Regions from separate parts of the Mus musculus genome. Here all the other regions are linked to region 5. Evidence: chromatin contacts called from public HiCAR-type, HiChIP or PLAC-seq and promoter capture Hi-C data. All regions are on one chromosome and are shown on one strand. The core of a region is the stretch at or near the end of the contact, and the rest is flanking DNA. Distances in the headings are between cores, read along the strand shown. Region 1 has its middle 56 kb from the start of Gm19554. Region 2 holds the start of Hsp90aa1 (heat shock protein 90, alpha (cytosolic), class A member 1). Region 3 holds the start of Ak7 (adenylate kinase 7). Region 4 holds the start of Papola (poly (A) polymerase alpha). Region 5 holds the start of Ccdc85c (coiled-coil domain containing 85C). Region 6 holds the start of Wdr20 (WD repeat domain 20). Region 7 holds the start of Rcor1 (REST corepressor 1).

What was found. Promoter capture Hi-C pulls out the DNA fragments that hold promoters and counts their contacts. HiCAR-type assays count read pairs that join an accessible place to other places. HiChIP or PLAC-seq counts read pairs in DNA pulled down with a chosen protein or histone mark.
Region 1: a contact with region 5 is called in an H3K4me3 HiChIP or PLAC-seq map of forebrain, with 7 times the contacts expected there. The contact joins the enhancer-like site here to the promoter of Ccdc85c in region 5. A contact is called at or near these places in 3 of 39 promoter capture datasets (hippocampal neurons, liver and pre-B cells) and 3 of 115 datasets of contacts at active chromatin or transcription factors (embryonic forebrain, embryonic hindbrain and forebrain).
Region 2: a HiCAR-type map of astrocytes shows a contact between it and region 5, with 2.1 times the contacts expected there. The contact joins the promoter of Hsp90aa1 here to the promoter of Ccdc85c in region 5. A contact is called at or near these places in 2 of 39 promoter capture datasets (liver and pre-B cells) and 1 of 115 datasets of contacts at active chromatin or transcription factors (astrocytes).
Region 3: a promoter capture Hi-C map of pre-B cells shows a contact between it and region 5. The contact joins the promoter of Ak7 here to the promoter of Ccdc85c in region 5. A contact is called at or near these places in 3 of 39 promoter capture datasets (embryonic stem cells, hippocampal neurons and pre-B cells) and 3 of 115 datasets of contacts at active chromatin or transcription factors (astrocytes, embryonic forebrain and embryonic stem cells).
Region 4: a promoter capture Hi-C map of liver shows a contact between it and region 5, with 13 times the contacts expected there. The contact joins the promoter of Papola here to the promoter of Ccdc85c in region 5. A contact is called at or near these places in 3 of 39 promoter capture datasets (hippocampal neurons, liver and pre-B cells), 2 of 484 Hi-C or Micro-C datasets (CD4 T cells and CD8 T cells) and 4 of 115 datasets of contacts at active chromatin or transcription factors (astrocytes, large pre-B cells, stem cell-derived neural progenitor cells and 1 more).
Region 6: a promoter capture Hi-C map of pre-B cells shows a contact between it and region 5, with 4 times the contacts expected there. The contact joins the promoter of Wdr20 here to the promoter of Ccdc85c in region 5. A contact is called at or near these places in 2 of 39 promoter capture datasets (hippocampal neurons and pre-B cells).
Region 7: an H3K27ac HiChIP or PLAC-seq map of trophoblast stem cells shows a contact between it and region 5, with 10 times the contacts expected there. The contact joins the promoter of Rcor1 here to the promoter of Ccdc85c in region 5. A contact is called at or near these places in 1 of 39 promoter capture datasets (cranial neural crest), 1 of 484 Hi-C or Micro-C datasets (CD8 T cells) and 2 of 115 datasets of contacts at active chromatin or transcription factors (astrocytes and trophoblast stem cells).

What each region holds. Positions count from the first base shown.
Region 1 is chr12:105,841,634-105,845,135 of GRCm38.p6, reverse strand. No RefSeq gene overlaps it. Among named protein-coding and RNA genes, the nearest start is that of Gm19554, 56 kb to the left of the region's middle. Within about 2 kb of position 1,580, at least 26 of the 459 cell types and tissues checked have an H3K27ac peak or open chromatin away from gene starts, as enhancers often do. A contact at or near this core is called in forebrain, where this site is marked.
Region 2 is chr12:110,694,315-110,697,954 of GRCm38.p6, reverse strand. Hsp90aa1 (heat shock protein 90, alpha (cytosolic), class A member 1) reads left to right here and starts at 1,560. Exons shown (of 11, transcript NM_010480.5): 1 at 1,560-1,703; 2 at 2,275-2,436; 3 at 2,537-2,903; 4 at 3,251-3,384; 5 at 3,612-3,640. The coding sequence starts at 2,275.
Region 3 is chr12:105,704,133-105,707,629 of GRCm38.p6, reverse strand. Ak7 (adenylate kinase 7) reads right to left here and starts at 1,648. Exons shown (of 18, transcript NM_030187.1): 1 at 1,364-1,648. The coding sequence starts at 1,465.
Region 4 is chr12:105,783,444-105,786,846 of GRCm38.p6, reverse strand. It overlaps Papola (poly (A) polymerase alpha), which reads right to left and starts at 2,150. Exons shown (of 22, transcript NM_011112.4): 1 at 1,933-2,150. The coding sequence starts at 1,940.
Region 5 is chr12:108,273,377-108,277,345 of GRCm38.p6, reverse strand. Ccdc85c (coiled-coil domain containing 85C) reads left to right here and starts at 1,953. Exons shown (of 6, transcript NM_001159910.2): 1 at 1,953-3,008. The coding sequence starts at 2,213.
Region 6 is chr12:110,736,413-110,739,916 of GRCm38.p6, reverse strand. Wdr20 (WD repeat domain 20) reads right to left here and starts at 1,917. Exons shown (of 3, transcript NM_027149.4): 1 at 1,640-1,917. The coding sequence starts at 1,888.
Region 7 is chr12:111,037,753-111,041,308 of GRCm38.p6, reverse strand. It overlaps Rcor1 (REST corepressor 1), which reads right to left and starts at 1,942. Exons shown (of 12, transcript NM_198023.3): 1 at 1,421-1,942; 2 at 1,288-1,347. The coding sequence starts at 1,703.

The DNA of each region.
Region 1 (3,502 bases), core at 331-2,830, 2.4 Mb after region 5:
TTTAGAGTGGCTTCCTATCAAAATTCTGCTACAAAAGCCAGAACTCTATGTAGACCAAGCTGGCATCAAATTCACAGGTTCTGCTGCCTCTGCTTCCCAGGAACTAAGTGAAAATCATGCACCACTGCAGCTAGCTCTTAGGCATGTCCGAGCGCTTCAGGTTAGGCAGAGTGTAAACCCAAGGCGTGCACAGTGGTACTTGCCTATAATCCCAACTCCAAAGGCTGAAACAGGAACTTCTAGCTTTAAGGGCCAGCCTGGGTTACACATCAAGAAGTCTTCAAGAAGGAAAAAAAAGCCAACAACAAAAAGGGTGGTGAATGGCTCAGAGGCAGGTGGATCTTTGTGAGCTCAAGGCTAGCCTGGTCTACAGAATTCCAGGATAGCTGGGGCAACAGAAAAACTATCTTAAAAACCAACCAGTGACAAGCCTGAGAAACATCTCCTATTAGAGATGAGTCAGAACTTCCTTGTGAAATCCTGGATAACCTTGAAACTTCCACTGCTGCCCAGAGATGCAATTACAAAGTATGGACGCTCGCCAGTGCCAGGGTAGCGCTGCATGGGCACAATGACCTGGGCAGCTGACTAGACCCTACTTCTCAGACGTCATGGGAGTTACATGGGGGTGAACATACAGGTACATACTGGGGAGTTGACTAGAAATCAAAATCAGGGTGACTTCATATATGCCAGGCAAGTACTCAAAGGATTTGTTACTGTACTTAAAAATTAAATTTGAGGCATATGAGTCTCAGGGGAGTTTTGGCTAGTGAAATCATTAAAAAAAAAGACTTTCCATTGAGAAACAAAAACTGCCCCCATTTAAGTCATATAACAATATAAAAGCCACAATGATTTAAAAAAGAGGGAGCCAGTAAAAGGTTACATTCAACAAAGCCAAAGCATATACATGGGGTAACTTACAAAATTACAGACAAGTCAGGTGTGGTAGCACACACAACACAAGCTCTCCAACACTTAGAAGACAGAGGCAAGAACAGATATCTGTGAGCTGAGGTGCCAGCCTGGTCCAGGCTAGCTACAATGAAACCCTGACTCAAAAATGCAAAAAATAAACAAAAAGGAAACAGAAAACAACTGTACCCTTAAAGTCGATATTAAAAGAGTCAAAAATAGTGTATGTAGTATCCTGGCTGATGTAATATAAACGTTGAGACAATGTCTAGTGGGTGCTGGACTCAAGGCAAACAAGACAAGACAAAGCTCTCAGCCCCTAAATTCTAGAGGCAAATTCTTTGCAGGCAGACAGGATGTCAGTCCTAAGCTTCCAACAGCATGGAAGCCACGTCATACTGGTAACTGCTGTGACACTCAACACCCTTGTGTAGACAGCACTTACTCATCAGGACTTGAAGGACACAGCCTAGATGAGGGCTTTTAATAAAAGCTACAGCTTTTGTGCTTTCAGATTAAAACCTAATTTTTGCTAAGTTAAATGGGGGTGACTTATGAGAACTGACATTTATTTTGCAGAGGGAGGGTCACAGTACACATGTTTGTTCTGAATGACTCCTGAACCTGGGACAAGAACTGAGAATACAGGAAATGAGAGGGAAAGGCAGGAGCCTACTCGTGCAGCGAAGCTCCAACAGTCTTGGCACGGTGTCCAGGCACGGTCGGCTCTCTGCTGGGGGCAGCATTCTTGGCTGTGAAGGCAGAGCATGCCCTCTGTCACTCATGGGGAGCAGTTCTGCCCAACTGTCTCTTTTCGACAACTTTATCATCAATCTCTTTATTAACAGCTCCACTGCCGTTAGAAAACGCAAACAAGGCCTGGCTCTCATGCCAGATTTCTGGAAATCACATAGCACCAGGCACCGCACAGTGTGAAAGTTTGTGAAGAGAGTGTTGTGCCAAGAGAGACAGCGTCTACAAGACAAGCACAAAGCCGGGACATCTACCTTGAAACGACAGAGCAGCTTGCTTGTGCCTAGCACCTGAGACAACCCCCAAATATCCACATCATGTGCAGAGACAACGGGGAGCACAAGTGGCCAAGACTCACTGTGAAGCCCAGAAACACCTTTGACACTTCATTCCAGGCAGCCTTGGAAAAAAAACTACTAAATGCCCTTCCTAAGACCCTCAAAATCTAAACTGCCCCATGACTATGTGACACGCACTATGGAACACACAAGGCTGAAGTGGAAGTCTGCAGGAGTGTCAGAGCCCCACAGAACAGGGGTGTTTGAATTATTCAAGCTACTTATTTTCAGCATGAAATCTGTTAGATCAAAAATAACTATCTTATAAATTAATTAAGAGAAATGCTTCTAAGAGGGTTGTAAAATATTTTAAGACACACACACAAATAAATAAGTAAAAATCAGGTCACATTCAGCCAACTATTTAATGACAAATCTACCCTTACTATGTCTTAAAATGGAGCACAATATCTAAAAAGTCCCAAATGTCATTAGGAGCTGACCCTTGGCCACAGCAGGTGAATGCAGGACACAACCAAACTAAGACCTCCCTACCGTAAAAGCTGGGTTTACCGCTAACGCTTCCCCCTCCCGACTTCCCTCACAAGGACAGGAAAGGAGTGGAGTACTCAGTTGAGTCCTAAGCACAGGACCACAGGATGGCTTATGACTCTGGTGCTTCTCTGCAACTGGATTCACTGTGTTCTGAGACACCATATTCATCTGTTTGTTGTGCGTCTCAGCGTTGCCCGCCTGTCCAGTGGGAGAGGGGACTAGGACAACAAAGTGGGGACGGAAACCTGAGCCCAGGCAAGCAGTTTTCTTCAACTTAGACTCACTCCACAGAGGAAAATACAAACACATCTCTGGATTTTCCTTCATCAATTCTGGGACCTAGAAAGCATACTTTAATAGTCATCCTTACCACTTAAAAACAAAAGCACACAGACCCTAAGCTAACTGGCAGAACAAAATAGTGAAGCTAAAAATATACTTTAAAACGCATTGCTACTTTCGCCATTTTTAAAATATATTCCCACCCTGCTAAGTCAGGGGTGGATGAAACAACTCGAGAGGATAAAGGAGCTCGCTATGCAAGCCTCTTTACGTCGAGTTTGATCCCTGGTACCCATGGTAAGGAGGAAAAAGTGGACCCTGAACACTGTTTTCTGACCTCTTACAGAAGCTGTGTCCATGTACCTATGCACTCATATACACAACACACACACAAAATTTCAACAAGAAAGCAACAGTGAAAATCCCAAATTATTTAGGTATGACATCACATGCCTATAACCCTTCCTAGTAATCCTGAGACTGAGGCAGGAAATCTGAGGTTATGTTGAAGCCAACCATGTCATAATTAGAGTGCTTCATCCTAAGTTCATAAAACAATTGCTGTATGAGCCAGGAGTGCTGGTGCACCATGGTCCCAGCATTCTGGAGGCCAAGGCAAGAGATCAATACAGGCTGCTGTAGTCTTTGTAGACATGCTCTCACCTAGAAGAAAATGGCACGTACAGTCATTACTGACACGCTGGGGATTCTCTAGT
Region 2 (3,640 bases), core at 311-2,810, 2.4 Mb before region 5:
AACTCCCCCAGACAGGGTTTCCCTGGTTGTCCTGGAACTCACCCTGTAGACCAGGCTGTCATCAAACTCAGAAATCCACCTGCCTCTGACTCCCTCCCGAGTGCTTGGATTAAAAAGGCTTATGCCACCACTGCCTGGCTTCCTCTTTCCCGGCTTCTTTTCTTTCTAAGCTTTTATTTATTATTTTATGTGTATTGGTGTTTTGCCTACATGTATGTTTGTGTGAAGGTGTCAGATATTGGAGTTATGGACAGCTGTGAGCTGCCTTGTGGGTGTTGGGAATTGAACCTGGGTCCTCTGGAAGACCAGTCCATGCTTTTAACCACTGAGCTATCTCTCCAGCCCTTTTCTTTCTAATCTTAGTAATCGTTTTGTCAGCAGGAAAAGATGCGGAAATAGGAAATACAGGGTGGGAGTAACCCAAAGGAAAGGTATGGGGAGTGAAACCGAAGCCTATATTAAAGATAAACAAACAAGGAAACTATCTTTTGGGTCACGTTAATCGCCCAAAGTAACTTCGTATGTACACCATATGAAGGTGCTTCAAAAATCAGGATAGAGTGTTTTATATGACCATTTTTTGACTGCGTGTGCCTGTGCACCATGTGTGTTCCTGGTGCCCGTGGAGGCCAGAGAGGATAGTTTATTTCCAAGAACTGTAGTAACTGGTGGTTGTGAGCTGCCTTAACGTGCGTGTTTGGCACCACTAACTGCTCCCAGCCATCTCTCTAGTCCTTTACACTTATTTTCACACTGTGCGAGTGTGTGTGTGTATGGGCACGTGGGAGACACAGCGCTGAAGGCTAGCTTTTTTTCCCACGCTCTGGGTGGCAGATATCAAACCCAAGCACCTTTACTGGAAGAGCCATCTTTCCAGCCCCAAAATTACAGTAAATTAAGGTAGCACAAATTTGATACAAAATCCCTCACAACGCCCAATTTGAGGGTCATAGCTTTTGGTCAAAGAGAAATCCCCAAGCACTCTGGACGGATTTGTAAGACCCACCGTGTAAGGTCTCTCAGTAAGCCCACTGTAAGGCTTCAGAACACACTCCAGCGGGGTCAGCCCTGAAATTCAGACTACGCAACCAGAACCCCAGTCCGGGAGGCGCCCCACCCATCAAGGTGGAAGCCAGGGGGGGGGCGGGACTCGCCTCCTGCGGGGTCCGCGTTCCCAAAGGGAGCCCGAAGGGGGACCTTTTGCCTGCAAGGACCTAAAGCGCCGCAGAGGACCGCGAGGTTCACACAACACGCGCGCGTTCCCATGGGGACGTCCCTTTTACAGAGCGCCGGGGAAAAGAAGCCTTAGACCACAGGGCTCACATGGAGGCTTCAGGCGCATGCGCTGGCCGGCCCGTCCGCGCGCGCGCGTGCGGCCCGGGAAGGCGCCCGGCCCGCCGAGCGTTCCGGACTGCGCATGTGCAGAGCACCTGGCTGTGGAGGAGGGGCTTGCGTTCGTTCTCCGCGCGGGTTCGGCGCGCTCCAGGTGGAGGGGCGGGGCCCGTCCATTGCGCAGGCGCGGGCGCGCGGCCGAGGCGACGGTTGGGGAGGGTTCTTCCGGAAGGTTCCGGAGGCTTCTGGAAAGAAGCGCCGCGCGCTGGGCGGGCCCGCCTCTATATAAGGCCGGCGCAGGGGGCGGCGCGCCAGTTGCTTCAGTGTCCTGGTGCGGAGCGTCACGTCTCGTGCGTGTTCATTCAGCCACGGTGAGTGATGGCGCAGGCGGACTTAGCGGGGGCTTGGGGAGCAGGGCCGTAGGTTGCTGGCGCCGCGGCGGCAGCGGGGCCACCATCCGAGTTCCCTCAGCCCGCGGAGGTGGGCGGCCATGGCTTCCGACCCTAGGCCCCAGGCGGGCCTCATATCTACGCCCCAGGCCGGGGATGCGGCAATGGCCGCCGAGGAGGAGCGGTGGCGGCGGCGAGGCGGGCGCGGGGCGAGCGAAGCGAGGGTTGGGCTGTCGCCGGTGCCGCCGAGGCGCGGGCGGGCGAGGGAGGCGCCATAGCGGCGGGTTGGGGGAGGGTGGCCGTTAGGAACGGCGTGCGTGGAGCCGCCCGGGTCCGAACGTCCTCCCGGAGGCGCGCACATGCGCTTCGTAATTACCGCATTCTGAAATGAGGTCATCCCTTTGTCATCCACCCCCCGCCCCGTCGCCCTTTTCTATTTCGTCCCTTTCTTAGTCCAAAATAGAGTCGGTAAGAGACCTCTATAGAGGAGGGGCGGTCGTTAGCACGCCTGCAGCCATTCTGTGAGGCTTTAGAGTCGTCCTCTGTGTTCCAGATGCCTGAGGAAACCCAGACCCAAGACCAACCAATGGAGGAGGAGGAGGTCGAGACCTTTGCCTTTCAGGCAGAAATTGCCCAGTTAATGTCCTTGATCATCAATACCTTCTACTCGAACAAAGAGATCTTTCTGAGGGAGCTCATCTCCAATTCATCGGACGTGAGTATACCACTTGGAGGATTGGACGTTGCTTTCCCTGAAAATTTCACCTTGGGGTTTGCGCTTGACGGTTTTTTCATTTTTAATCTTTTCTTAATAGGCTCTGGATAAAATCCGTTACGAGAGCCTGACGGACCCCAGTAAACTGGACTCGGGGAAGGAGCTGCACATCAATCTCATTCCCAGCAAACAGGACCGAACCCTGACCATTGTGGATACCGGGATTGGAATGACCAAGGCCGACTTGATCAATAACCTTGGCACCATTGCCAAGTCGGGCACCAAAGCCTTCATGGAGGCTTTGCAGGCTGGTGCAGATATCTCTATGATTGGCCAGTTTGGTGTTGGTTTTTACTCTGCCTATTTGGTTGCTGAGAAAGTGACTGTCATCACGAAGCATAACGACGATGAGCAGTATGCCTGGGAGTCCTCAGCTGGGGGATCCTTCACAGTGAGGACTGACACAGGTAGGCATAGGCCAAAAGGAATGTATTCAATTGTAGGGGGTGTCTGGTTAACTTCAGTAAGTGCTTGAGAGGGTTAACTTGGAGAGTTGAAGAGTTAAAGAGCAGTCTGGCATACATAGCCTTAGTGCTAAGTCCTGAGCTTTTCAACAAAATTGTTAATCTAAAGGGAGCTTCAGGACCTGGGCTAGGAAATAGGAAAAATGTATGGCTGTTTGCTCAGTTGTACATCTTGGGCAAGGAAGTTAAAGCTTTGGAGACCTTTGCATTTGTGGGGAAGGTTAGCTGCTAGGAAACCTCCAGCAAGCATGGAGGCTTTGAATAGTAACCATTGCCCTTTTCTTTTCCAGGTGAACCAATGGGTCGTGGAACAAAGGTTATCTTGCATCTGAAAGAAGACCAAACAGAGTATTTGGAGGAAAGGAGAATAAAGGAGATCGTGAAGAAGCATTCTCAGTTCATTGGCTATCCCATTACTCTCTTTGTAAGTTACCTACAGGGTAAATTTCATATAATTGAGATAACTGAGGCTGTTTAGAGTTCTGTGAACCTGGTGTTGTACTAGACAGATTAGCCTGTTTGGAAAGGTGGTATCTGAAGAGGATTGTGGAGAAATTAGAGAAACTACTGATGAGAGGCTTCTTGGTTGTACACATTTCTGAGATCTGTCCTAGTTGTATAAATTTATAATGAAGTGATTTGCCTTTCAAGGTGGAGAAGGAACGAGATAAGGAAGTCAG
Region 3 (3,497 bases), core at 399-2,898, 2.6 Mb after region 5:
AAAAAACCCAAAAAAACAAAAACAAAAACAAAAACAAAAACAAAAAGAAAAAAGAAAAAAGAAAGAAAGAGGAAAAACCAACTCTTCATAAAATGCACGCCCAGCTGTGAAGAGAGCTGCCTCTGGTATCTTCACACCGTTCTCTTCTGTATCCTTACACTCAGAGCGTTGCTTGCTCGGATGAAAGCTTTCTGTCCAGTGGAGAACATGAGCTTCCATTCCCACCCCTTTCTGCCTATCCCAGTGCTACAGTTGTAGAGCCGTCCAGCAGGCCACCACCCCTTGATAATCCACGCCAGAATTTAATTATGCCACAACTGGTCATCTGGTGATTTGCTTTAATGAGTCACTAGGGGGTTTGTTTCCACACTCATTTTTAACCATCTTGGGAGGCAGGAAGCCTGAGTTCTAATCCCCTCTGCTACTTAATTAGCAGTGCAGCGAGGGTGAGGGTACCTCATTACCTTTGACTTCCCACAAGCTGGCAGATTCCTCAACCCAACGGATCCAGAGTCCTCAATGGCAGGGCCTCTGCAGGTGTGTGCTAAGATTTATTTTTATTTTATGTGCATGTGTGTGTGTTTGTGAGGGCGTGTGTGTGTGTGTGTGTGTGCCATGTGCATGCAGTGTGCCGCCAGAAGCCAAAAAAGAGGCATCAGATCATCTTGGACTGGAGTTACAGACAATCTGGACTGCCATATGAGTGCTGGGAATTGAACCTGGGTCTCCAGCCCCTAAAACATGACTGTCTTTGGATGAACAATTTAGAATGACAGCTCCTAGGTTCTCTCTTGGGATCATGTGTGTGTGTGTGTGTGTGTGTGTGTGTGTGTGAGTGTGTGTGTGTGTGTTTACGCTAGAGGTAGAATACTACTTGCTCACTTTCTCCATAGATGATGGGGGTCAGACCTCAGGTCCTCACACTTGTGTCTCAAGTAAGGTCTCCTGCTAAGTCATCTCCATAACTTTCCTGGAAGTAAGGAAGCTTAATGGGACCTGGTCAGAAATTGTGCCTAGCACAAAACAGATGCTTAAAAACGCTAGATGGATGTTTCCTGGATGACATAATGGCGGGACTTACGCGTTGTGTGCTCCAGGTCCCGCCCATAATACCTATGATTTGTGCAAGCCCTTTCCTCTCTTGAGCCTCATTTTCACCATAGCCAAAACACCTGCGTTATTAGGAAGGAACATGGGTCAAGCCTGCTTAGGGACAGGTCCTGGAGGCACTGATGTGCTAGGATTGGAATCTTCTTCCCCCGGGGAGGCTCCTAACAGCCAGTGATGCAGGCCTTTGCTGTGGAGATAGATCAGGGACACACACTGAGGGTTGAGGGCCAGTTTGGCTCGGGTCACCGCTCACCTTTCCTATGTTTCCGCTGCTATAGGTGTCCAGATGGTTTATGAATACCCTCTGTATCTTCAGAACTTTTTCGGTGGTCGCAGGAACTTCCTCTTCAGCCATGGTGGAAGCTGTAGTAGTTGCTAAGGTGAAAGAGTCCTGTCGGTTGCTAAGGAGGAGAGGCTGGGCTTTGGAAGGCTGAAAGGGTCAGGCTCCCTGAGGCGAGGCTCGGACTCTCGGAGGGGTGTGGCTTGCTTTTGGGCGGGGCGTGTCCTGTGGTGAGGGCTCTGGATAGGGTGCAGCTCTGGGGGAGGGTCCGTTGGGGGCGTGGCACGGGTCTGGCCGGGGCGTGTCCTAAAGGGCGGGGCTGATCTCCCTGGAGAACTGTCTAACTGCCTTCGGCACATCTCCTGTAGGACGCTCTGCTTGGGTAAACAATTTCTCTACTGTAAAGAAAAGCAGATGTCACGAGTTTTGGGGTCAAGGACCACAGCGTGAGAGCCCACCACCACAGCCTGTACTGCCCAGTAGCTGCTTGGTGCACAGGGTTCTACTGGCTTAGGGGTTTGACTAGTTTGCTTTCTATTGCTGTGAGAGTACCAGACCAAAACTAACAGGTTGTAGACCCATCATCCAGGGAAGCCAGGGCAGAAGGCATGAACCTGGCTGGAGGCAGGAACGGAAGCAAAGACCTTGGAGGAACGTGGCTTACGGGCTTGCTCGGTCTGCTTTCTTAAGAGAACTCAGGATCAAGGGCAGGATGCTCACGGTGATCTGGGTCTTCTATCAATGAAGAAAATGCCCCATACACATGCCTGTAAGCCATTCTTATGGAGGCATCTTCTCAATTGAGATTTTTCTTCCCAGATTGTCTTTCCTAAGCATTTTCAGATGCCCCCTCCCCCCTTACCACCCTGCCTGGGGATTTGGTGGAGGTGCCTGGAGGGACTTTGTGACCAGGAATTCACACACAATCATGAAGTTTACACTCAGACCGTTTAAGCTCTGGGTCTTCTTTACAAATGAGAATACTCGTGCAGTTGCTGAAATAAACCACCTCTTGCTCGGAGGGTGAAGGAGGTGCCATCAAGCCTTACAACGTGAGTTCCATCCCTCTGTCCCAAAGAGACCGGGCTCCAGCAAGCTGTCCTCTACACATGTGCCCTGGCACACACACCCCTCTTCCACAAATACATTAATGCAATAAACAATGTGTATTTTGTTTTCATCAAAAGTTGTGGTGTGTTATGAAACAACCGGCTTGTTTTGTTGGAAGGGTCCGACTGCACTGAAATAGTTTTAAACACTAACTTGTTAAATCTAAATACATGAACGTATTTTATGCAAATATGCATGCATATATAGAAATTAAATATTTATTTTTATGTGTACGTGTGTTTGCCTGCATGAATGTCTCTGTGTCACATGTTTTCCTGGTGGCATCCAAGACCAAAAGAGACGTTGGATCCCTGGAACTGGAATAACAGAGAGCTATGAGGCACCACTCTCAGGTCTTCTGCAAGAGCAGCCAGTGCTCTTGACTGCTGAGCCATTGTGTGCCTATTGGTTATATTGATTATATTGATTATATTATAGCAACTGCTGTATCATTCCATTAGTTCTTTCCTGTGCATGCATGTTACTACCAACTGTGTGTGGTGCCTTTTATTAAGTACTGCAAAGTCCTAGAAGACCATTCTGCCCCAGTGGCTACTCAAGTTTTTTCATCAGTGCAAGCCTCAGCAATGCTATACCTAATATACCAGGGTGGTGGCAGGGGGAGCTTAGAGGGAGAGTTCCGAAGTCAATGTGGCCCATTCCCAAACTAGTTTCCTCCTCTATTCCTAATATGAACCAAGCAGCAGGTTTTGCCCCTGAACACTGGAGGGAGCACAGGGCATCCTGCATAGAAAGCACTGAGGGTAGTCACAGAGCCAGCAGCTGACTTGCTATGTGGGAAGCGCTTGGGCTCAGCAGAGCAGGAGGGAAGGTGGGCATGTCATTATGGGAGATAAAGCCTCTGCTCTCTTCATGGACACACTCAGAGCAGACAGACTAGCACAAACTTTTCAGCTCACATCCATTTCTTGTCTCTTTTTTTCTGTGTGCTGGGTGTCAATGCAGGGATGTTGCACATCTAAGTATGAGCTCTCCT
Region 4 (3,403 bases), core at 901-3,400, 2.5 Mb after region 5:
GAAGTTCCTGGGGTAAAGCCGTTGGCAACCACTAAGCAGGTCAGAGGTACTGTTACACACCCAACAAGACGTGGGAAGGGCCCTCCAGAAATTACCAGGGTTACAGCACTGAGGTGAGAAACTCTGTTAATGGAGAATGCAGAAATTTCAAGTATTTTAAAAAGCTTTAGCTTCCTCCATAACTTTTCTAAGTTTCACCACTATGGCAATCAAAAGGTACCAGCATTTTCCAAATTATGTATGTAATTATACACAAACCATATACCTTTGAGAATGTTTTGTAACGACTCAGTCCATTCTGACCATTCACCTGAACTGTCTATGCTTCAATCCCAACTTACATTGTCTAAATTTAACAGGCACACCAAAACCCACACTGGATACCAAACACAAACTATCCAGGAAATCTCAATTCAAAAGATCAAAAGTAAAAATCATGGCAAGTGATGCTGGCACACAGAAGAACAAGGCGTCCCATGGAGAGGTGAGCTCAGGGACAGAGCCCTCAAGAAACAAAGTAATGAGGAGGAAGGCAGGCCTGTCCTCCTCAGCCAGGCAGTCTTGGGTTTCCCTGGATTAAAAGTCCCAGTACACTCTGGATGGAGATAGAACAGCTTGTAAGAAACTGGCTATAGAGTTCAAATCCCATGAAACACACAAAAAAAAGGGGTCATGTGCATGTCCATCTGTCTTGGCTCCATTTTTTTAAACCTAAAGGAAATAGACTGAAGAACTTCAAGCATAGACCTGGACATGTGCGGTGCTCATGCAGCCTCCTTGTACCGTTCCACTTTCAGAAGTGCACTGAAATAAAAACTGCAGGAAACCTGTACTCTCCCTCCTACCTTCACTCCCAGACACAAGATAACATTTCTAATCCGAAGCCTTCCCTTTAGAGTGTGCAACCATATCTTTTTTTAAGCACTGATGTATCAGAAAAAAGTCTGGATGAGCTAATACAAGGTCATCATGTGACAACACCTCACTCACTCACATCTACTTGAACCCCACTGAAAAACACCAAACATCTTTATAGATTCTATTCTCGTGCTCCTTTACCCTTGTTCCATGAATAAGGAGTCAAAGGGAACTTTGTGGTTAATTAAGCCCAACAAATGTTATCACTACAGAAATACAGCTGACAGGTCTCTGGACTAAACATCAGGGTCGAGTAAAGCTAGCAAGCTAGTGTGTGAGAAAGAAAAGCGCATGAAATCCATTTTTAAATTAGTAAGTACAACCCTAGATCTGTCACATTGAGGCTACGTCCAAAACTGCCTCTCTTGTTTGGAAGAAAAGCAGTCGCACGACCTAAAGCCTTTTCGCCAAGATAGGTTAGTTGGAACATAAAACCCTCATCTACTTTCGAATCCCAACAACCGGTTTCCAAATATCTTTCTTAGGAGAAAAGGGGGGAGGGGGGAAATTAAGTAAAGAAAAATCACGGTCAAGTGTGTAAAGTAGACCTAGCGACATTAGAAGGCCTAAGTGAATTAGCTCAAAGCGTACACTCGCAATCACAACACAAGTGACCCAAGGGCGGGAGCGATCAGGTAGCGCGCCGAAGCCAGGTTGCCTAGTCACAACAAAGCAGGGACGGCGCCGCCCCGCAGCCCGCCGTTCCGGAAGCTGCCCCCGGGCCGCCAGCGCGGCCTGCTCCCTCCCGGCCCCGGTTCCTCACCCGCTCCGAGGGAAGCGGAAGTGGGGAACTAGGGGGCTGGACGGCGCCATGGTGAAACCGGGACAGGAAGGAACCCGGGAGCCGCGGCCCGCCAGTCCGCGCCGGGCGCCGTTCCGCTTGGGGATCCTGCGGGGGCCCCGCGCCCGAGGGGCCGGAAGCCGCGGCCCGGGGCGCCCGTGCGCCTCCCCTCCCCCTCCGCCACCCCCGGGGCCCGGCCGGCGTGCGCCTCACTCAGCACGCCAATCACTTACAACGGCATCGTCTCCGGCGCCGGCACCGCCCAGTCACTTCCCCCCCGCGACCGCTGCCGTCCTGGGCATGATCCACCGAGGCGGGAAGGACGGCAGCCTACCTCAGCCCCGGGGCCAACCCAGTCCTGCACCCGTGCCCCGCCGCTTTAAGCGCTTCTCCTCCTTCCCCTTCGTCCTAACATGGCGCCCGAGCGCTACCACAGCAACGTTCTAGAACCGCTGACGCCGCCACGCACACCGAGCGCGCGCCTGCGCGCGCGCTGCGCGACGCCGCAAGACCTGACGGGAAATGTAGTTCTCGGCGTGAAGCGGCGCTTCTCCCCCTCCCCCCCCCCCCCCCCCCCCCCGGTGATCTCACGCTTTCGTGGTAGAGCGTGGGATGGGTGCGGGAGGCTCCGAGCGAGAGGCTGTAGTTCATTCGCTTGGCGACGCCGTCCTGGCGAATGAGAGTGACGCAGCCGTGGCAGCGATGAGAAGGGGGCGCGGCCCAAGCGGGCGCCACGTGCGGGGCAGCCCAAGCGCGGGGGATGCCTGGAACCGAGAGCTGTTCGGTGCCAGTTGCACCTCCGCTGCGTGGGAGAACTGCTTTTTAAACATCGATGTGAGTGAGGACTTAAATGTGTTAGAGCCCAGTACAGAGCCTGTCCCAGAAGTGTGGCCGTGGATCCCCTCCCCTGACGATGACCCTCTGCATCTGTGTTGCCCAGACCTGTGCTTCTCATGCCAAATGTGCAGGGCAGGGGATTCCGGACCAAGGCAATAATTTAATAAAATTGACAGTAACCTTTGGGGTTTTGGCGGGTTTTTTGTTGTTGTTGTTGTTGTTGTTCTTGTTTGTTTTATAAGACAGGCTCCCATGAAGCTACTAGCCCTTAGTTTCTGATCCTCCTGCCTCCACCTCCTGAGTGTTGACATTACAGGTGTGAAACACCACTACCAATTTTATGTGATAGATTGGAATATACTTCTGGGTGTGACTATGACCTTGTCTCTGTGCTGAAGAGTTAATGCAGTTGGGCAGGTGAAGTTCGGGTTACTGGACCATACTCAGAAAAAGGAGCCATTCCTAGTATGCTGGGTTCATCTTAAGATAATGTATTTTTCCTTCCTAAAATTTCCAGCCCCTGGCACACTTCTTACGGGGTTTGGCTGGGTACACTCACCATTCTGTTCTGAGTAATCATTAGAAAGGCCCAACTATTCCTTTTCCTTCTCATAGCTTCTTGAAAGAAGCTTTTGGCCGGGCGTGGTGGCGCACGCCTTTAATCCCAGCACTCGGGAGGCAGAGGCAGGCGGATTTCTGAGTTCGAGGCCAGCCTGGTCTACAAAGTGAGTGCCAGGACAGCCAGGGCTACACAGAGAAACCCTGTCTCGAAAAACCAAAAAAAAAAAAAAAAAAAAAAAGAAAGAAGCTTTTGGAGGTCCCCTGCACTTAGGGCTTCCTTTCACTCCTAAAGCTCCCTCCCCATCC
Region 5 (3,969 bases), core at 704-3,203:
CAGGTCACACATGGGCCTGCCTTTTGAGCTCAGACCTCATATTTCATCCTTTCCTTTCTTTTCTTCTCTTTTTCTTTTTTCTTTTTTCTTTTTTTTAGACAGACTCTCTGTAGCTCACTGGCCTGGAATTCAGATATTACCCCTGCCTCTGCCTTCAAACTCTAGGATTAATGTCCCGCACCATCTACGGCACCCTTTCTTGTTTTTTTTTTTTTTTTAATATATTATTACATTTCATTCTTTCTGTGTGAGTGTTTATGTAAGCTACTGCCCACTCTGGAGGTCAGAGGACAACGTGAGGGAGTAAGGTCTCTCCTTCCATCACTGTGTCCTGGGAATTAATTTAGGTTGTCAGGCTGGGCTTCACACTCCTTTACCTGCGGAGCCATCTCGCCGGCCCCTCCTCCCCTTCGAACCGGCCACTAACAAGCCAACCCTAAGGCCATTCCACTTGCTGTTCCTTTCACCTGTCCGGCCTCCAGGCTTACCTTTGTCCTTGTCACTCAGGTTTAGGTCCTAGCTCCTAGGTCCCTCCCAGAACACAGATCTAAGGCAATTGAATTCCCCGCATAGCGCTGCAGACAGCCTCACCGATTCTTCTCACGTTGTACTCTCTCCCTCCTCCCAAGAATGCCAAGTGCCCTCAGAGAGCAGTGGCCTCTTGTCCCGGTAGAATTCCCCCGGGATGGGGAAGGTGTAAGAGGGCACATGAGGTGGTTTAGTAAACGGCTGAGTAACTGTAAAAGGGGGATGTCAGCTGCTGCGCGGGCACGCGCTCCAGGCCCGGGTAGCTTACCCCGGTTTGTGCGCGCGCAGAGTGGGTTATCTCCTTGTAGGTCCAGGGGAAACGCATCCTTCCCTCGGCCCGCTGGCTGCAGAAGCGCTGTTAAATGCGCTTAGGGGACGGGATTTATAGGTGTGGGAAGATCCGTATGCTCCGCAGCGATGCGGGGCGAGGGAAGAAGGTTCTGCGGTCGCTGAGTACCTATGGACCCCAGCTATCTGGCCAGGGTGGAAGACCTTCCCTCGCCTTTCTCAGGGGTTTCCACCTAGCGAACTGCATGTTCTTCCAATCCCAGGGATTTAGCGGTGTAGTGCGCGGAAGGGAAGGGCTCGGAGAACTGCTCTGGGAAAAGGGCAGGTCCTCGGCTCCCACCACGTCAGGGGAAGAAGGGAGAGAGATCTGGCCCTGAGATAAGGCTGGCAAGGCTCCACGGTCTTGGGCTAGGGGTGGGAAGACAGCCCCGCTGCAATATTAGGCAGGGACCCAGGTGGCTCTGGTCGGTGGCCCGGAAAGGGACAAAGACCAGCCCTGCCCGACCCCCCATGTCAGGGTCCTATTGTTCCTCCTCTCTCGGACTGTACCGAACTCTGGTGCCCCCGAGAGGGAGGGAGGGAGGGAGAGAGCTGTGCTCGCCGGGTGGGCATCTGTTTATTAAGGGTGAGAAAGGGAGGGTCAGGGACGCTGGCCGGATAAGGGACGCGTAAATTCGCGCGTCGCCTTTAAGGGAAGCCCTGCCCTACCTTTCCCACCGGTCCCCGCCACCCCCTAGCCCTACCTGCATTTTAAAACCCCTTGTAGTCCTGGGATTGGCCCAGGCCGCGTCCTCCGGGCGAAGAAACTTGAACCGGGAGTGTGGGGGGGAGGAGGGTGCAAGGCCCCGCGGTTGGAAGATACCATCTTTTCAGCCTCCCCGCGCGCGCCCCGCCCCTCCCGCACACCCCCGAACCTGGCCAATCAGACCTGTGGGAGGGCGGGACCGTGGCTCGAGCGCGCCTCTGGCAGGGCGCCCGGCGGGCCGGCGCACCGCGTAGGGGGACCTCGGGGGCCTGCCACTCCTCTGACCGCCTCCCTTTCGGAGGCGTGGCCCAACGGCGGCGCCCCGCCCCCTCTCCGCCCGGGGTGGGCGGGGCAGCTGGGGCTCCGGGAGCGGGGCCGGGGGCGGGCCTCCGCCTGCTGCGCCCGAGCTCGGAGAGCCGGGGCACCGCGGCCGCCGACGCAGCCACGGTCCCGGTTCCTCAGTCCTGAGGCGTGCGCGGGCTCTCGGGTGACCCCAGAGGGGGCCGCGGGAGGGAGCGCGAGGCGGCGAAGGGCGGGCCGCACGCGTCCCCAGCCGCCCCCCGCGCGCGCGTGGCCGAGCCCAGAGAAGCCCCGGCGCGGGGAGCGCCGGCCCGGCGCGGGCGAGGGCGATGCCGCGGTGACGGCCCCGCCATGGCGAAGCCCCCGGCGGTGGCGGCGGCGGCTGCAGCGGCGGCGTCGGAGGAGCTGAGCCAGGTCCCGGACGAGGAACTGCTGCGCTGGAGCAAGGAGGAGCTGGCGCGGCGGCTGCGGCGCGCCGAGGGCGAGAAGGTGGGCCTCATGCTGGAGCACGGCGGCCTGATGCGCGACGTGAACCGGCGGCTGCAGCAGCACCTGCTGGAGATCCGCGGCCTCAAGGACGTGAACCAGCGGCTGCAGGACGACAATCAGGAGCTGCGTGAGCTCTGCTGTTTCCTGGACGACGACCGGCAGAAAGGGCGCAAGCTGGCGCGCGAGTGGCAGCGCTTCGGACGCCACGCGGCCGGCGCCGTGTGGCACGAGGTGGCCCGCTCGCAGCAGAAGCTACGGGAGCTCGAGGCGCGCCAGGAGGCCCTGCTGCGCGAGAACCTGGAGCTGAAAGAGCTGGTGCTGTTGCTGGACGAGGAGCGCGCGGCGCTGGCGGCGGCGGGGGGCGCTGGCGGCGGCGGCGGCGGCGCGGGCTCCCGCAGCTCCATCGACAGCCAGGCCAGCCTGAGCGGGCCCCTGGCGGGGAGCGCAGCGGGCTCGGGGGCCCGCGACGTTGGCGACGGCAGCAGCACGTCCAGTGCGGGCAGCGGCGGCAGCCCGGACCACCACCACCACGTCCCAGCGGCTCTGCTGCCCCCGGGGCCGCACAAGGTTCCGGACGGCAAGGCCGGAGCCACGCGCCGGTCTCTGGATGACCTGTCAGCGCCGCCGCACCACCGAAGCATCCCTAACGGCCTGCACGGTAAGCATCTCGCCGGGATCGGAAGCCCATGGGTGTCTGTCGTGAAGCAGTAGTAGTTTCTGGAGACCTCACAGGTGCGGGGTGGGGGTGGGGTCGCACCTTCAGACCCTTCCGCAGCTGGCATAGCAAATGGAGCATTCGGCGTGGTGGTGTCCCTGTCTAGCTGATGCCGCAGAAAAAAGTTTCTCCTCCGCAGCTTTTTGTGTTACCAGCTGGCACTCTGGGGCTGTCGAGGGGTGTCTCTCATCCTACCCTGAAAACACTTGAGGGCAGAGGAGAGTTTTTCTTGGAAGACTATGAAAGGCCCCTAAGCTAAAGCAAGTGAATTTTCCCTTCTGGTTGGAGTCCCTCAAACTCACTTAGCACCCACGACTGCACTGTGCTGTGGCTGGCTTTCTCCCCTGCTTCCTTCCCAGCTGAATCTCCTCCTGGGCTGGGCTGGGCTGGCACACAATCACCCGTGCTGAGACCTTGACGAAGCTGGGCCAGAGTACCCTGGGCTAAGATAAGAGTCTTCCTGGCTTCCCATAAGTCCCGCAGTACTGGTTGGGACACCTTTCTCAGTTCGGTCTCTACAGTTTTCCCCAGAGGATATATTTGGAGTGGATTCCGACCTCTCCGTGTGCCTCAGTTTCCTTTCTTCCTTGCTTGTAAGTTGGAGAGGCTGATGGCCGCCTCACCGGGGTGTGAGGTGGAGATAGATAATGCCCCTGAAGAGATCTGTAAGCTTGATCGTCTTACAGGAAGTGCTGGGGTCATCTGTGGCCAGAGTGTGGGTTGGAAGCCGGCTCTGTCTTCCTCAACCTGTTGCTATTGACCCTACAGGAGGGTGTCCCCACCTAGGGTACTGTGGCTGTCCCTTCAGTGGCGATCTGGGCCCTGCAGCTTCCCTCCTGTCCTGACTACCATTTGCTGTGCTACTCCGTTTCCCCCACAGTTTTTTGGAGCTTGGCTCTCAGTG
Region 6 (3,504 bases), core at 668-3,167, 2.5 Mb before region 5:
GAACAGTACAGGTTCTTCACCGCTGAGCCTTTGCTCCAGCCCCCAAATGTAGGTGTTGATAATATAAGCTTACATTTATTTCCAGAGAAAAATCTGGTATTTCAGTCAGAGCAGGAATGTTGAGACGGCAGTTCCTCTCAATGCTTGCTTTAACTCTAATTTACATCTCCTGAGTGTGTCAGGACTCTAATGGCCATCACAGCTATTACGAATTATAACATGTGCACTGCAGCCTCCCTTTTTAAAGAAGTGCAAAGGAAAGTTTCCCAGGTATCCAAGGTCAGCCAGCAGTGAGTCAGTAACAGGGTTGGGAACTGCACTAAAACTTCAGTTCCTACTCTTCAAACCACTGGATACTTTCCCAACCCCGAGAGAGGAGAGTCAACCAGCTATTTCCAAACGCTTCGGGAGTTCACTGACAAGAATAAAGACAAGTCAGAAGATTCACCTTGGACCAAAGAAACAAGCTTACGTTTGCACACCATCATTCCTTCCCTTGTCCTCCTAACCGTACAGTGCAACATAAACAGCAGCTGACTTTGGATATAGCCATCCCTGGGAACACGTCCTCTTCAATATGGACAACGTACTTTCCCACTAACTGAACATTTATAAGTGAATCTTCCATCACCTTGTCACATTCCGTTGGAGGTGCTATGGAGTGCATACATTTCCTTACTCTCTCAATGGTCAAAAGTTAAAATAAGCAATTCTTGCCAGTGACCAAAAAATAAAAAAATAAAATAAAATAAAAGCGCCAATAAATTGCTGCTTTTAACGAGACATTTTAAAACTCGATTGCATGCGTCACAGAATTACTGTTAAGTTCTTGGCTGGTTACTTTAAAGTAGCATTTAAGGCCTATCCCTCCCTGTTTGGGACATAGCCTGACTCGTTAGACAAGATAAATCTAGGCACGCTCACACACAACACCTCTGAAGCAACTTAGCCTATTTGAAAACATAATTCCAACCTCCCTAGTCTTGAGTACTCAGCCCTCTTACACTGCAAGGGACAGAATGACCCTCTTCAAAAACCTTTCGGGAGACGGTTCCCTCCGCGGAGACAATGACAGGCGACCTCCCGGAAAGGTTTTTGGAAACAGTGCTGACACCAGGAGAAGTGTCAGTGCGGCAGCAGGTGGAGTAGCCCTGCGTGCCGAGCAGGTCCTTTCTGACCTAGTCTCCAAGTCCTCCGCCTCCCTGTCCCGGTTCCGCCTTACGGACCTTTCCAAGCCGCCTCGCGTCCCGGTTCTCTCACCCAGGGCAGGACTCTCGAGCCTCCCGGGAAGCGAGGCCACCTAAAACGGCCGCCGCACCTCTTCCGGGGACTCGCAGGCCCGCTCCCGGGCGGGATCGGAACCTGACAGACCCCGCCGGGGGAGGAGGCGACCGGCTACTCCCGGGGCATCTCCGCGACCCGGCTCCAGAGCCCCCTCCTCCCCTAGGAGGCAGCGCTGCCGCCGGCGCCTCACTCCCGAAGCCCCCTCTCCTCCGGAGCACCTCAGCGGAGTTACCGGCCCACTCAAAAGTACAAGTGCCGGCCGCCCCCACCGGTCACCCCGGCCTCGCTGTCACCGCCCAGCTCCCGGCCTCGGCCCGCGCCGCCGGCGCGCCCCCGGTGACGCCCGGGTCGGTACCTTGCGGACCCCCTTGTAGATATAGAAGTAGAGCTCCCGGCCCACATTGAAGCAGAGGCGGTCGCCGTTGCCAGACTGGTCGTTGAGGTTTACGAAGGAGACGCGGACAGGGTTGGATCCCTGCGAGTTGAAGGGCACCCGGTTGGGCCGGCTGTACTCCGAGTGCTGCAGCAGCTTGTACAGACCTTCCCGGGTGGTGAATTGGGTCTTAATCTCGTTCATCTCCTTCCCTCCTCCCTCCGTCGCCATCTTGGAAAGCAGCGTTCATCCTGCCCTAAGTGCCCGGATCACGCCCACCGCGCAGGCGCCGTCCTCGGCCGCTCGCTTTCTCCACTCCCCACCCCCTTCTCCGCGGCCCCGCCCACTGGCGAGCCAGCCCCCACGAAGGCGGGCCGAAGCGAAGGGGGCGGGCTAGTTTTTAATGGTCCAACTGCGCACGCGCGCTCACCTGGCGCGCTCCACCCGGAGGGGCGTGCGCAAGCTCCTCCCCTGGGTGCCGCCCTCCTGGTGCGGGTCGAAGCGAGCGCGCTGAGCGTTGGTGCGGGGCTCCTGTCTCGCTCTGCAGCTTCGCTGAGGGACCCGATCCCTAAGAGACGCCACCGCGTTGGCCTTGGCCAGCTGGTGGTCCCGGCAGAGCCTGAGGCGAGCAGTGAAGTCCGGTGTTTGGACGTGTATGTCCCAGCTGTCCGCGATCCTCCCTGGGAAGCTAGGGAGGACTCCGACGGTCCGCTTGGGTGCGGGGTACCGATGCCTGGTGACAAGCCCCTCTACGTCTCACAGAAGATATCGATGGATTGGGCTTTATTACAGCTCAGGGTTTGGTTTGGTTTGGTTTGGTTGGGTTGGGTTGGGTTTTGTAGGCGGGGTGGGAAGAACCGCATGAATGTACAGGACTTGTGTTTTCAAGTCTCACCTGAAACCTTCCTGGTGAGCATTGGCTTGTTCTTGAGAAAGTAGGTTCTGTCGGAACTTCTGTCTCCTGTGCCTCTTAATAAAGGTTAAGCTAATTGATTTTCTTAAAGCCTCAAACGGAACCTGAAGTTGTTTGCCAGGAGAACCATCGAGTTGTGCTGAATATCCTGTACAAAGTATTAGGTGAAGGCAAGCGCACACATTAAAGTAGGACCTAACAGTCACCATTTGATGCTTCGATTTCTGGGTGTGTGCACTGGAATACAAAGGCTTCTAAAGTGATAAACGTTAAAATAGAATTCTAGAGCGGAGAAAATGTTACACGAAGAATGACCTATCCCTGAGAAATCCTGTCTGTAGAGCGAGCCCAGTACACTGTGGGCACCTGTGCTTCCAGACAGAAGGAATGCCTGAGCCCGGAGCTGGGAGGCTGCTACCCGAGCCCACAGACCGAGACTCCAACCTCACAAAAATTAATTGTACACAAGGGGGAGTGTTCTAAAGAAGTATAAATCATAGCCATTTTATGTAGTGGGAAGCAAGTACAGACACAGTAGAAACTGTGCCAGTGATGTAATAAGGCATTTGACTAACATCCTGTAGAACTGGCAAAAGAAAAAAAAAAAAGCACTACAGTAAATCCTTTTTTTGTTGTTTTTGTTTTTGATACTGTATTTCACTAAATAGCCCTGGCTGTCCTGGAACTCAACCAGAGATTAGGCTCCAACTCAGAAATCCATCTGTCTTTAACTACCAAGTGCTGGGCTTAATGGCATGAACCACACACCCAGCTTTAAAATCCTTTTTTTTTTTTTTTTTTGGTGGTTTTTTTTTTTTTCTTTTGGTGTTTTTTTGAGTTCTGGATCAAAGGCATGTGCCACCATCACCTGACTTTAAAAGTCTTCTTAATACATCCCTAGAATGCACTTTAAATTTCATTTTGTTGTTATTTG
Region 7 (3,556 bases), core at 693-3,192, 2.8 Mb before region 5:
CAGGAGTTTACGAAGCGGGGAGTTATACTACAGAACTGTGAGGGACTGGAGTCATGCATTTGCAAATCATTTATTCTTGGGGTGACCAAACACTCACCCTGAATCCCTCTCTTCTGTGCTTTCACTTTTACCTAAACACAGAGTTCAGCACCTTAATAACAACTTAAAAGCAATCTCCTTTTTCAAGGACCAGATCCTTGCAATTTTCTGCAGTCTTGTTTCCAAGGAAAAGCATTTATCTTTTCAAACTAGTGGTATAACCTACTTAGAAAAACCTCCTGTTCTAAAGCCCTCCAACCAGGACGGTTCACTCTAGCTGTACAAGATTGTCTTTTGAATTTTATTTCTGAAACAAAACCCACGGCCTTTCAAACATTTCCTGTAACCACCACCTTGAAAGACAGTCTCATACAGAGATGGGACAGAATCATAGGCATTAAAATCTGGCGAATTCCTTTGTCTGATAGGATTCCCCCCCCCCCACCCCCGTACCTCTTTAAATTTGCTTCCACACAGATCACCAGGAAGGCAAGTAAGAATGCCCCTTCTTAGGGGACAAGGATTTCTAGTAGATGGAAATGGCCGGTTAGCTAAACCTTTTGATGGTTCTATTCTTTCACAACCTCTTCCTCCCCACCCCATCCCCCCCAAAAGAAAAAAGAAATAAAGGAAACACACATTTACAAACAGATCTTAAAATAACAGCCACAAGTCGGGCTCTCTTATCTAGACAGATGCTCTCTGGAAAGCACACTTCTTTTATTACCTGATTGGGGTGGAGGGACAGGAAGATCTTTACTCCACCAGCCCTCGGGATGGGATGGGATGGGATGGGATGGGATGGGATGGGATGGGACAGGATGGGACCGGACGGGACAAGACGGGATGAGAGTCAAGAGGCAATAAGAGCGTAGGGTTGGCAGGGTAACGCTAGGAGCCAGTTTGAAGTAAGAAGTCTCTGCGGAGCCCTGGGTCCGAGCGCCCCAGGACGCCAACTCTCCAGCACTGCCACCCGGGATCCCGTCCTAGCTCCGGTACACCACACCTGGAGGCAGAGACATCCCACTCCACCCCGGCCAGGTGTGGCTTTCTCAGAGCCGGGGGACACTGCGGGCCCAGTGCTGTCCCCACCGGAGCCCATGGCCTCCCCGCACCCGAATCTGCAGCACACTCGTGTGCGAGCGTGCCGCGCCGCCTGCCCTCGCGCCCCGTGTGCCCCCGCGGACCGAAGGCCAACACGCACAAAAAACAAAGTTGTCTCCCGAGCTCCCGTCACTCGCTACTCACCAGGATCGAAGTCGGGCACCGCCGCTTGGTACTGGGGTCCCACCCGCATGCCACCGCCACCTGCGGGGAAGCAGAGCACGGCGGTCAGCGCGGGCGCGGACACGGGCCGGGCGCGGGGGCGGCTGCCACCTACCGTGCTCCTCGTCGCTGGACGAGCCCGAGCTGCCTTCCTCCCAGGAGTTGCTGCCGCTGTTCCCGTTGGGAGCCGCCGCCGCCAAACTTTTATTCTGGCCATTATTGGGGGCGGCGGCGGCCGAGGCGGCGGCGGCGGCCGAGGCGGAGGCGGTGCCGGCCGAGGCGGCGGCTGAGGCGGCGGCCGAGGCGGCCGAGGCGGCGGCCGAGGCTGCGGAGGCCGCCGTGTTCCTCCCTCGCCGCTTCCCTGAGACCTCGGGGCCCTTCTCCACCATGGCCGGCATCGGCGGGGCCCGGGGCCGGGCCAAAGTGACGGGGACCCCGGCTCGCGAGGCGCGGGCGGCGGGCCGCGGGCAGGGGGCGCAGGTGGGCGCCGGGCCGGGCGGGCGAGCGCGCGGGATCCGCTGGCGGGAGTTGGGGCTAGAGGAGGCCCAGACGGGCGGAGCAACGAGCCGCCTCAAGCCCCCGATGCCGAACGGAGCGCAACTTTGGCTCTCATCGCCGCCCGCACTTCGCTGGCTCTAACTACTCCGGGAGCCGCGGGCGGGGGGGAGGGGCGGAGCCTGGGGGGGAGGAGGGCCGCGCACAGCCTAACCCGTCGCTCGCAAGCTCCGCCCCTGCGAGCTTCCATTGGCTCTCACGGGATCCGGGCGGCAAGCAGGGGCATGGTAGGTCTCTGTGCGCGTCCGTCAGGCCACGGGGGCGGGATCACGGGAAGGAGGGGGAAGGTTCTGTGCTTCCGTTGGCCAGGTTGGGTTGACGCGTATCGCCCACTGTACGTGGTTTGAGGTTTGCGATCGCTTTACGCCCCATGATCCATCTCTCGAGGCAACAGCGAGGAGTTAGCCCCCTCCCCCTCCCCAGCGCCCCGCTCCCTCCGCTCGCACCCTGTGGGCCCCGCGCCACCTCCCCCGGGGATCCCGCCGAGCGTCCCATCGGCTTCCCAAAGTGAATGTGCCCGACGCGAGAACAGAAATCGCGGGCAAGGTCGGGACTACTTTCCCCCTCGCGCGGAGGAGTACGCGCACAGTTTGAATGGGTTCTATACAAAGAGGGGAAACTAATTGGAAGAAACTAATTGCGCCCCCGCGTCGCCCAGGGGCGATCGAGATGTACTAGAGCAAGGGAACCTGGGGACGAGGCTCTCAGGTGGCAGTGTCCCCCGAGGGAAGGAAAGCGGTTGTGCCTGGAGACGATGGAGCTCCCCGCTAATTGGGTTGGGGGCCACCGGCTCCCCACGTTGCCTGAGGGGCCGAGGGAGGAGTCGGGATGTTCGGCCGGGGAGGGCCTCGAAGCCGTCGGGGTGAGGGGAGGTGCCGAGTGGCCCCGGGACAGCAGGAGGGACATAGATCGACTAGGGGCCCCACCGCGAGGGGGAAAAAGAAGGAGCTTGAGTCCCCAGCTCGGTAGAAGAGGAGGGTCACTTCCCGAGACCCGGGCCCTTCCCCCAGCCCGCAGGGCTAAGAGCCTGAACGCGGAGGAGTCGGTGACACCCAGCCCTGGGCGTCCTTGTCCCTGGAGTGATCAAGCGAGGGGCCCCGTCACTGCCTGACAGCTGCCTGTGGGGCTGGGTGGGCTGCCCCACCCCCCGCGCCAGCGACCAAACCTGGGGACTATAGGTGAAACCGTTTGCTTTAAATTAAAAATAAATAAATAAAACAGGAGATGGCTATTTTTCGTTTATATTACTTCAGACCTGGGCTTCATATGGGGACAGTTTTTACACCCGCTCAGGATATAAATAGCTACAGAGAGAAAACGAGAGTTTTATGGTTTGAAAGCCCGCATAAATAAGCAGGGGTTTCTCTTCCACGTTTTCTGCCCCGCGAATCATTTTAAACTTCACTGAAGTGACCATGGTCACTTCTAACTGGCCTTCAAGAACAGGGCCCAGAGCCTCCCGGTAGCAGATCCCTGCCCCCACCAAGTTCCTGTTCTTGCTCTTGGACTCCTCTCTGAAGGACACCCCTCTGCTTAGAAAGTCCTGGGCACTGCAGGCATGAGCTCTGGAATAACCGGGTCCAGCTGGCCTGGTCAGCAAATAGACTGCTAAATCAGAGGTGGGATCCAGGGGTGACCTGGGATAGGTACCTGGATGAAGCCGTGACTTCATGACAGATGAACCTGAGCGGCTAGG